Linked DNA regions of Mus musculus: region 2 is linked to region 1. A link is a contact called in public Hi-C data. All regions are on one chromosome and are shown on one strand. The core of a region is the stretch at or near the end of the contact, and the rest is flanking DNA. Distances in the headings are between cores, read along the strand shown.

Evidence for each region. Hi-C and Micro-C count contacts between places; a contact is called where the count stands out from the background.
Region 2: a Hi-C map of cortical neurons shows a contact between it and region 1, with 3 times the contacts expected there. The contact joins two enhancer-like sites. A contact is called at or near these places in 1 of 484 Hi-C or Micro-C datasets (cortical neurons) and 1 of 9 other capture datasets (embryonic stem cells).

What each region holds. Positions count from the first base shown.
Region 1 is chr2:165,413,480-165,419,059 of GRCm38.p6, reverse strand. The region is part of intron 10 of Slc13a3 (solute carrier family 13 (sodium-dependent dicarboxylate transporter), member 3); the gene reads left to right. Among named protein-coding and RNA genes, the nearest start is that of Ocstamp, 16 kb to the right of the region's middle. Within about 2 kb of position 1,584, at least 55 of the 459 cell types and tissues checked have an H3K27ac peak or open chromatin away from gene starts, as enhancers often do. A contact at or near this core is called in cortical neurons, where this site is marked.
Region 2 is chr2:165,742,882-165,748,384 of GRCm38.p6, reverse strand. All of the region lies in intron 9 of Eya2 (EYA transcriptional coactivator and phosphatase 2), which reads right to left. Among named protein-coding and RNA genes, the nearest start is that of Gm29993, 14 kb to the right of the region's middle. Within about 2 kb of position 2,499, at least 27 of the 459 cell types and tissues checked have an H3K27ac peak or open chromatin away from gene starts, as enhancers often do. A contact at or near this core is called in cortical neurons, where this site is marked.

The DNA of each region.
Region 1 (5,580 bases), core at 335-2,834:
TAGGTGGTCATGGGTATTGATCAAGATACCTTGAAAATGTGTTTTTTGTAAGGCAAAGGGTAATAATCATGGGTTCGTGAGTTCAGCAAGGCAAAGGATGGTCATGCATCCCGGGCTCACAAGGTCAGAACAGGTTAAAAACATGTTTTCCTGGGCACATTGGGTTTAGGAAATAGAAACTCTAAGCTATGGTGACTTAATAACAATGTGTAACAATGTATCTCCTTAAAAACAGTGAGGCTTTCTAGTTCCACAATCTCTGAGACTGAGCTCAGAGGCAGGCTGGGACCAGGGTAAGCACCACCCAGGGACTGAAGCAGTTTCAAGCTTGCCTACTTTCAGCTTCAGGCTTGTTCTCCTGTGAGGTCAGGGTCAGCCAGCCCCGACACCAACAATACAACTGAAGCATCATCTCATTTAATCCTGACCCCTGGCCCTAGGATGCAAGTAATATTTCTATCCCCATTTTACAGATAGGAAAAGTGAGGCAGTGAATAATTGTGTCTCCAGGAACTCTGGATAGGAGCAGTGACCCATTGAATGAACTTGGTTCTGAGGTCTGGAAGCCCCACTGTACCCTCTATAGAGCTTGGATGCCAGGCTGAGGGGCTTTCCAAGCAGTGACCCATTGTCTTCGGAGAACCCCTGACTCACAGCTGCTGCCCTAGCCCCACCCAGCCCATCTCATCCTCTCCCAGTCTACTCCAGTCCATCCCATTCCATTCCACTGCAGTCCATTGAGACAGGGTCTCATGTAGCGAAGTCTGGCATCAAACTTGCTAAGTAGCCAAGGATGGCCTTGAACTCCTGAGTCTCCCACTTTCGGCCCCCACCTCCCGAATTCTGAGATCACAGGCATCAGCTACCATGTCTGTTTAATGCAGTACTAGGGATCAAACCCAGGACATCATGCATCTGAGTTATATCCTCAGCTGCTGTCCCCATTTTAAAGATGGAAGGAACCAATTGCTAACACCGTTTGCTTAGCCAGGAGAGGGCAGCACCAAGAGATTCCAGGCTTACCACGTGAGGATCAGCTCCACCTCCGGCTAAGGATATCTCTGAAATAGGGAAGGGTGAAGTGCCTTCTCACGCGGTGTATCTGGGAAGACTTCCTGGAGGAAGCAGCATGTTAGCCAGGCTTGGAGGGTCAGGCCTTGCAGTGGGACTAGACTGTCTCCATTAGAATCACAGTTTCTTATGTGTGACCTTGGTCAAGTTACTAAATATTCTGGGTCTCAATTCCCCCATCTGTAAAATGGGAATGATGGGGCAGCCACTTGCCATAACTAGTGTTATAAGATGAGGCAGTGCTTAGGGCACGGCCCGATGTGGTTGGCTATCTGGATTAGACATTAGAGAAAAGGCTAGTGGAGGGGATGGGGAAGCTCAGACCTAAACAATTCAGTGGCTGAGGTACGTTTTGATACAGTGACTGGCACTGCCTGGGCCTGGGGCAGGAGCTGCCGGAGACCCTGTACCCCAGAGGATTCCCCAAGCTGGGGGATTGGTGGAGAGGCCCTGCCCCTGGGCTGGGATGCAGGGCCGCAGTGCATGCTGGGAGGCAGTGCTGGGCAGTCGGCCAGGGTTTCAGTTCAGTGAGGCCTTTGTCTACCAGCTGCCCTTCACCCCAGCCTCTGTCCCTAGGCCGCATAATCTGGCCCAGGAGCCACCAGGAAGCTTGCGACACCTCTTGGCTTCTGGACCCTGTCCAGGGTCTTCACCAGGCTGCATCAGGCTGCCCAAGGCTTGAGGATCCCCGGGTGGAGGATAGGTGGGCCCCGACATGTGGCTTCCTCAGAAGTCATAATAGCACTTACTCCGGCCACCTGCTGCAGGGCACGCACTAAATACCCATATACTTCAGCGCTAGGCTGAAAGCGAAGGCTTCCCTGGGCCTCTATTCACATCCGGCCCCTGACTCCCTCCCTGCCAGCATGCGCACCTCCTCTTTCCTTCTCCCTGCAGCTCAATGGCCCCTTGCTCTTCGCCAGCCCGCCACCCCCAGAATGTTCTCTAATGACCTTTCTCTGTGATCTGAGTCCTTGCTCTTCAGGTCTTGATTCCTCAGAGACTGAGGCCATGTTCCTTAAAGCCCAACTCCTTGCCCCTGCCCCTCCCCCTCCTGGTACCCAGTGACTACCAAATAACTCTGCTTGCCGCTTTGAGGCCTCTCCATAGGGAAACTATGAAGCCACCTGTCCTTCCCACCACTGTTCGAGCACCCAGGAGTGGCCTGATGCTTCGTGGCCCTTGCTTTAGCCATTGTCGCATTTACTGGGATAAACTCCCTTACGTAAATGCCTCCTGGTTTGAGGATACAGTCCATGACAGCAAAGAAGGCACATTGTATCCACAGTCAGGAAGCAGAGGGCTTCCTGAGGGGTGGGGGGGATCTTCTCAGTGAAACCTTTCTGGAAACATCCTCATGGACACACCCAGAGGTCTGTTTCCATGGCAATTTCAAGTCCAATTGAGTTGACTGTGAAGATTAGCCACCCCAGAGCTCAGAAGGTCTGCGTTGAGCCACCAGAGAAGTTTCTGGAAGAGAGTGGATCCCTGCCATTGCCATGAGCACATAGGACCTGGAAGCTGCCATAGCTGCTGGCAGGTGACTGTCTAGTGTCTGCTCTTGCACTGGTACGTCATGAATGTAAATCACATCCACCGTACAAATCTACTGGGCTCCAGGAGGTTAAGTCAGAGGCAGTGAGTCGCAGAGGTGGACAGAGAGGCATACTCCTGCCGTCAGCCGGTTTCTGCTGGAAATCACAATCGGTTTTTATGTGTGACCTGTTGATGGTGGCGTGAGCCTACCAAAATGGCTAAGATTCAGAGCCCAAGCTCAGAACACATCTGTCAGCTCTATTCTAGTCAGGGTTTCGGTTGCTGTGATGAAATATCATGACCAAAGCAAGCAGGGAGGAAGGGGTTAATTTCAACTTATACTTCCAGGAAGTAGCCCAGCGCTCACACAGGGCAGAAGAAACCTGAGGCAGGAGCTGGTGCAGAGGTCATGAAGGAATGCTGCTTACTGGCTTGTTCCCCATGGTTTACTCAACCTGCCTTCCTATAGAAACACCAGCCCAGAGGTGGCCCCACCCACAATGGGTGGGCTCTCCCCCCAGCCATTCCTAATTAAGAAAATGCCTTACAGCTTGGAAGCATTTTCTCAATTGAGGTTCTCCCCTTTCAGATAATTCTAGCGTGTGTCAAGTTGACATAAAACTAGCCGGCACACGCTCCCTGTGCCTCCGTTTCTTCAGCCATAAAATAGGAAAGATCGCATCGCCTATTTCATGCATATGGTCATAGAACTTAAATTAATATTAGCAAAGTACTTGGGGCAATGCCCACATGGAGGAAAACACGCTATTGCTCAGCAGATTACTTAAAAAGTAATACATCCTTTCCCGTACCATTTTTATAGACACCCATTAATCCGCAGAGTCATCAGAGGTACAGAGATGTTAGGTCACTTATCTAAGGTCACAGAGCTCTTACATGCTGCAATGGTTAAATGCTCTCTCTCTATCTCACACACACACACACACACACACACACACCAGCCTTCTCTTTCCTCAAGCTTGCTTTGTTTTCTTCTAAGAATTCGTTTGCTGAGCTGAGTCTGCTGTGTATTGCGAGGCCTTTAGAGAGATTTCCCAGGACCCCAGTGTTACATTCTTGCGGCCTTGATTAGTTTCGTGTGCTCTGCCACTCAAAGAATTAAAAGGCAGGGAGGAAATTGAGCTGACAAGTAGCAGCAGGGAAAATCTCAAACAGCTGACAGCAGCAGAGTCGGTGGGAAAAGAAGCTTCGGGTTATTTTTTAGGGATAGGGAACACTCATGTATACACAGAGAGAGAGAGACAGAGACAGAGATGGACACGGAGACAGAGACGGAGACAGAGGAAGACTGAGGGGGGAGGGGAGAGAGAGAGAGAGAAGCTAAAATGCAACCTCTCCATGAAAGTTAGGGTTCTAAGGGTCTTTAAGGCACACCCCTCCCCTGACTCAGGGTTGGTCAGTTTGAACAAAAACAGAGAGGCTAACAGACCCACCACTTTGGGTAAACTCGTCCTGGTCTGGCCTTGTACTTGTTGGTCTGGTCCATCAGCCACGGGGGTGGGTGTAGGGGATGGAGGACAACTGTTTTAAGTTGTGGGGCTTTTGTCTCAGGTCAGGAGGGTGAGGAAGAAATGGGGGGGGGGAGGCTTGCCACCCTTGTTATCTACCCACTCGTAGCCCCTCTTCCTGTCTGTCTGTCTGACTATGCATCTTCTAGTCCCTCGGAGACTTAGAATTTTGAGCTCTGGACTTGAACTGTCCTTAAGAAACATGGCCACACTATGTGTAGATGAGAGCACGGAGAGAGGGTCTGGCTGAAGGAAAGAGGAGGAAGAACAACAACACCCTGAAAGCTTAGTCTCCCCCCATTCACTTCTGCAAAGTGACCTGGGGTCTGCTGGTCACCTTTGGAGTCTGACAGCCACTGTGTCAATCAGCTCTGAGTCCCCCCACCCCCAGGCATCAGGTGACCTCGAGCGACCTCTGACCACTAGCACTCATGGTGCCCAGACACAGTGCTAAGTATTTTCGATCTGTAGGCTGCTTTTCTCCCTTATAACCTCTGGCCTACAGATAAGGAAACTGAGGCACGGGGAAGGTGAAAGAGTTAGCTGGGCAGCACACTTAACCCAGCTAAGCAGAGTCCCTTAGCTCTCCCCATGCTGCCTCTGGCTACTGCTGGTCTCTGGCCTCCCTGAGAATTCTGAGGGCTGTGTTTCTAAGGAAACCAAGACCATAGTTCCTCGGGGAATTGAAAAGGGCTGGAGGAAACCCCTTTAGTGTCCCCAGCAGAACCGTAGGGAGCTGGGAAGAGGAAGATGCCTTCCATTTAGGAGCCCAAGTCAAGGCACTGGTTGGCAAGGGTCCTCTCACTCAGAGGCCAGGCCACAGGAAGCTCTTGACTGGACACTTGCCTGGTCATTAACAGGCTCTCACAGTGTGCCAGACCATGGCTTGAGGGAGCACCAGCTGCCCTGTGCTCCCTGTAGCAAGGAATGGCTGGTGCAGCCTCTCACAGAACTCTGCAAATTGCAGAAAATGCCTTAATGCTATAGACTTTGCTGGGGTGTGATGTGTCTAAGCTGTCGTTTGTTTTTGTTTTGATTTTGGCTCTTTGGTTTTTGGCTTGTTAAGATAGAGACTCACACAACCCTGGTTGGCTTGAAACTTCCTATGTAGCCAAGGCTGGCCTTGAATTCTTGATCATCCTGTTTTCTACTTTCCAAATGGCTGGGATTAAAAGTGTGAGCCACCGCACCCAGCTTCTTAAGCTCTTATTACTCTGGCCGTGGAAGTAACTTCTAAGGTAAATCAGAGAAGCAAATGTGTTGTTCCTTCTGGACAATGACTGCTGTGCCCCAAATCTATCAAGGAATCTTCTAAAGACAGATATGGTGATCCAGACATGCAATCTCAGCTACTCAGGAGAGAGAGGTAAGAAAGGCAAAAGTTGAAGGGTAGCCTGGGCTATAGAGTGAGTTCACCCGAAGTAACAAGGAGAGTGTAGCCGGC
Region 2 (5,503 bases), core at 1,250-3,749, 330 kb before region 1:
CCTATGGGCTGTTCAGACATCAGCCTTGTGGTTGCTACGCTATCTTGGGATGTGTGGTTTTATTTCTTGGGTGGAAGAGAGACCGTAAAACTATAAAAAGTGAAAGTCTTTCCTAAAACGAAATCAATCTGATGTGCAATAATCAGGAGAGAAGGTAAGGGGCGTGGCTTGGAACCATGTGGGCAGCAGTTGGTTCCTGAGCCAGAGAGATGGGCGTGGCTTGGAACCATCTGGGCAGCAGTTGGTTCCCTGGGCCAGGGTGATGGCTCACCGGTGGAGAGCTTGTAGCTCTGCCAGAGGTTTGGTTCCCAGCACCCACATCAGGTAGCTGACAATCACCTGTGGCTCTGGCCTCTGGAGGCACCTAGGCGTGGTGGTGCACACACATACCACCCATCCATCACCACACCCGGGAGAGGCTGATCTGGTGGATGTAACACAGAATGGCAGCCATCTGCCCTGTTACCCACAGCAGTTTAATTAGGGTGTGCGGATCCCTCTGTGACATGTTTCAGGTACTGGAACTCAGAGATCCACTTGCCTCTGCCTTCTGAGTGCTAAGATTAAAGACATGTACCACCATGCCCAGTTTATAGTCCAGTTTTTTTTTTTTTTGAAAACCTTTAAAAATTTTTATGTTTTTTAAAAAAATGTAGGAGTGCTCTGATTCCATAGAAGCCTCCATGTCAGAAGAGGGCAGCTTATTTCCCAGCCTATTTCTTCCAGGCAAATCATGACTCCAAGGCCACATTACTAACAAGAGGCAAAAGCTGGGATTCGAACCCAGGACTTTCCAAAAACCAACCAACCAATCAAACAAACAACAAAACCCCTAAAACTAAAAACTTCATTCCCTGAATATATCTTTGCAGAGACAATGACATAAACCAAAATACTTTACTACGACTACAGTGAAGGCAACGATCATGTTTCTTTTGATAAATGCCTATTTTAAGACGGCAGTTGTCTACTTGTTAAGATTTAAGCTGGGGCCAGCAAAATGGCTTAGTGGGTAAAGGCACTTTCTGTGTTAACTTGGCAACCTGAATTTGATTCTTGGGACCCAAACAAGGATAGAAGATGGGAATCATCTCTACAGAGTTGTTCTCTGAATGCATATGTGCACACACACACGTTGTGTGCATACACACATATACTTACATACATACATACACAAAACACATTCACACACAAGCTGCACACACACACACACAGCTCCATCTCTTTCAATGTGTTTCTGAAAGATGGCTGGTGGATGGTTAATAACTTGAATAGGCTGGTTAACTTTTTTTTCTTATGTTTCTGGATATAAGGGCTCTGTACATACCAGGCAAGTGCTCTACCACTGAGCCTCACCCAGGCCACAGAGGGCACATCAACATGCCTATCACTTGCCTGGAAGGCCCCATACATACGCCTCATACATTGCATGACATACATACGCCTCACTGAGCCTCTCTGAGACCCACAGCTCAGTGGTTATTATTTCCAGAGGAGGCCTTCTGGGTATCTGCATATCTAATCTCCACCCCTAATGCCAATAGCAATCTCTCCCTTCCACCCAGCGATGACAGTCACAGACTTCTCCAGACTTGGCCCAACAGGTCCCAGGAGCCGTCACTCCAGTTTTGAAGATCCAGTCTGAAGGACCCGAGATGAGAGAAAGTGCGGTGCTCAGACAGCAGCGTTAGCAAACTAACTTTGAATTTCAATGTGGAAAACCACTGAAGTGAAGCTAGCTTTCTAACACAGGCACAAACTGATCTACAGTATAAACAAGAATGAAAAAAACCACAAAGAAACCCAGGGCTGGGGCCGGTAGAGGGCCTTCTTAGCTTGTATAAAGCAGGAGTTCGATCCCAGTCAGTGCCATAAACCCAGGGGTGGGTTATGTGCCACCCACCTAATCTCAGCAATAATCTCAGCACAGAGGTGGGGATTCGGAAGTTCAAGGTCATCTTTGACTGTCTAGTGAGTTCTAAGCCAGCCTGGGCTACATGAGACCCTGCCCCTACCTCTAATTAAAAATCTCCCAACCATAAGGGCAGGAGGTGCCTCTTTTGTGCCGTAGGGAGGAAGTGAGACCCAGTAGTTTGAAGCACCCACACGGAGGACCTGGGTACATACTGGGACTCTGCCTGTATTTTCTGAAGGTGACTTGGGGGTGGCTCACTTAACGTCATGCCCCCCATCCTGACCTGAAGAGCCACAGTATCCACTTCTGAGAGATGGGTCAACAGGGATAGCCTGGCCACAGGGAAAGCCTCCGCTTTCGGGATTGGTTAGACTGTCCGTCCAATGGGCCTCTCTGGCCACACCTATCCTGTAAACTCGGTTCTTCCTCCCTCAGATGCCACCTGGAGAAAGGTTTGGGGGCAGAGGGAGGGTGATGGCTTGGCACTGTGCCACCCCAGGCCCCTTCCTCTGCTGTCAGGACCCAGACTGCCCTGGAGCCAGGCTTGTGTCTCCGAGTGGTGCTGTCTGGGCTTGCCCACGTTCCGTGCGCAGGGTGGGTGTCTCGCCAACGCTAGGGCTGGCTCACAGCCCGCCGCCTGCGGTCGCCTTGCTTTTTCTTCTGTGTCAATTACCCTGCCACCCCCATCTTCAGTATGATATGCAGGAAGATATACTATTGCACCCATTTTGGTCTGAAGACCCCCTCTCTTCTTTAAAAAAAAAATCCCACCTGCGCACACAAAACCAATTGAAGCCATCACGCCATCTAAATCTACTGGGCCTTTAACTATTCCTGCCAAGTAGTTGTTTAGAAGCCGAACAAATAATCACTCTGCCAGGAGGAAGAAAAGTACTAATTAAAGCTATTCATTAAAGCAGCTCGCTTATTCTGTGGGGTTTATCTCTCTGAGTGTCAGCCAGAGGTTAGGGGCGGATTAGCACACAGTGGAAGGCTAGGCCAGTTAACCCTCCTCCCTGCGGTTAGCCTTAAATAATAAAGTTGTCATTAAAAGCATGAATTTAATGGTTTTAATTGGGTTTAATTACTTGGAAACTCCTGGAAAACAGATCAGCTTGTTAGAGAAAGAAAAAGAAAAGAAAAAAAAAAACTTTAAAAGAGAAAGACAAGAAAATGATGGTCGTGAAGAAGAAAAAAAAAGGTTAATTCATGTGTTTGAACAGTGAAGGAAAACAACACAGACCGAAAGCCCCTTAAACTTGCTTCCTTGGCAGTTCCAGAGAACAGGAGAGTGAGAAAAATAGGAAAATATCAACACATGGGTTTATCTGTATGAACAAGAACTCCACCAAAGACCTCGGGATAAATTCCATCACCGTGACAAGAGCCAACTGAGGACCTGACATGGAATCAGCACCAAGAGGAAGAAGGCAGCCCGCTCGCTCTCTGGGTGTCAGGTAGCTTCACAGCACATGGACTGTTATTGGCTTTAAGTCGTTTATGTTTAACGAACACAATGCCTTCTAGATGTGGCATTTTTCACTCAGTCCAAGACCAGAAACCCAAAGCCAGAAGCACAGAGGAGGCCGCGGACTCCATCTTGTTTCCCCTGTACGCTGTCTCCATTGCAAGTGGGAAGACTTTGAAAGCCAGGCTGAGACCATCACTCTAACATGAGCCGGTTCCAGGACGGTCCAGGATGGAGAGGCGTGGGATGACAGTGTAGCCTGGTGTATCTACAGAGTGCTTTGAACACACAGGGATAGACGGGACCACCCCTGTCCCCACCAGCACCCCATGTTGCCTGCTCTTTGTACATTACGGTAGCAATCCTTCACATCCCCTCTTGCAGACACAGCACCGGACACAGCCAATAGCATGCTTTTTATTTCTTTGAGACAAGATTTTGCTCTGTGTCCCAAACTGACTTTCAAACTGGAAGGGAATCTCCTGCCCCAGTCTCCCTAGTGTTAGACTATAGGCATCAGGCCCCACTACTGGTTCCAGGGGCCTGCTTCTAAAGATTTACTTCTTTTTCTGTCCACAAATAAGGTTTTGTTGAAACACAACCACATGGACAATTTGTGTATTGCCTTTGGTCCCATTACAACCACCATGTTCAGCACTTGCGACAGAGCCTATTTGGTCCTTGAAATTAAATTTCTTTTCTTTTCTCTTCTTTTCTTTATTTTTCTTTTCTTTTCTTTTTTCTCTTTCTTTCTCTCTCTCTCTTTCTTTTTTCTTTCTTTCTTTCTTTCTTCCTTTTTTGATAGAAGGTCTGGTTGGCCTTGAACCCTAATCTTCCTAGCTCCAGGCCTCCGAGTGCTGGGGTCATAGATATGTGACATATGGTCATTACCACATGTGGTTTAAGACTCAGTTCTGTAAGACACACTGCCATTCACTTCCTTTATAAGATCTGCCTACCACAGAGCTGACCCCTTCTAAATACCTGTGACGCGTTAATGGGCACATTCCAACTTTGAAACTGAGAAGGCACACGGTGACCAAGCAACTTGTCAGATACAGCTAAGGGGATGAGGCTGGCTTTGAACTTGAGCCATCTGATTTCAGAGTGAACACTCTAGACCACAAGAGGATGCAACACACACACACACACACACACACACACACACACACACACCTATACATAAATACACACACACACACACACACACACACACACACCATACTAAACCCCTCAGCCCTTCTTGGGCAACACAAAAGCAACTTCAGACAGCACGCAAGTGCATGGGAATAGCTGTGTGTCAGTAGAACTTAATTTACAGGGGGTTAGTGGGCTGTATTAGGTACACAGAGCACAAGAGCCTGCTGCCCTAGGACTGGGCTGGGAGCTGTGGGGAGCTGGAGAAACCCTGCATGTTTAAGGAGCTTTCGCTTTGCATGGTAACTAAGGTGTTGGGAGTTTTCTCTCTCTAAGGGACACTACTTTTTGTGGTATGTAGGTACCAATTATGCTGATGTATGGATACAGTGTGCTACGAATTTCCCACAGGATCCGCTGAGAACACATACATCCCCAAACCCTCAGCAATGCTTCTTCTTCGAGACAGGGTTTCTCTGTATATCCCTGTCTGTCTTGGAACTCACTTTGTATTGTAGACCAGGCTGGCCTCAAACTCAGAAGTCCGTCCGCCTCTGACTCCCGAGTGCTGGGATTAAAGGCATGCGCCACCACGCCCGGCGTCCTTGAACTTCTTATTGTTTTAAAGCACATCGTGTGTGTGTGTGTGTGTGTGTGTGTGTGTGGCGTATACAATATGGATTCCATCCTTAGCAAAACCCAAGATAAAACAAACATTATTTTATTTTATTATTTTTTTTTGAGTGGAGTATTATGTAGCGAGGCTGCCCTTGAACACTTGGCCCCTTCAGCTTCCAGTCGCCACCTTTTCACCAAGCACGGGATTACAGGCGTGCTCCACTCCATCTGGCAGTTTTTAAAAATTAATTTATTTTACAAATATGAGTGTGTTGCCTACACGTGTGTCTGTGCTCCACGTGCTTGCCTGATATCCAGGGAGGTCAGAAGAGGGTGTCAGGTTTTCTGCAACTGGAATTCCATGA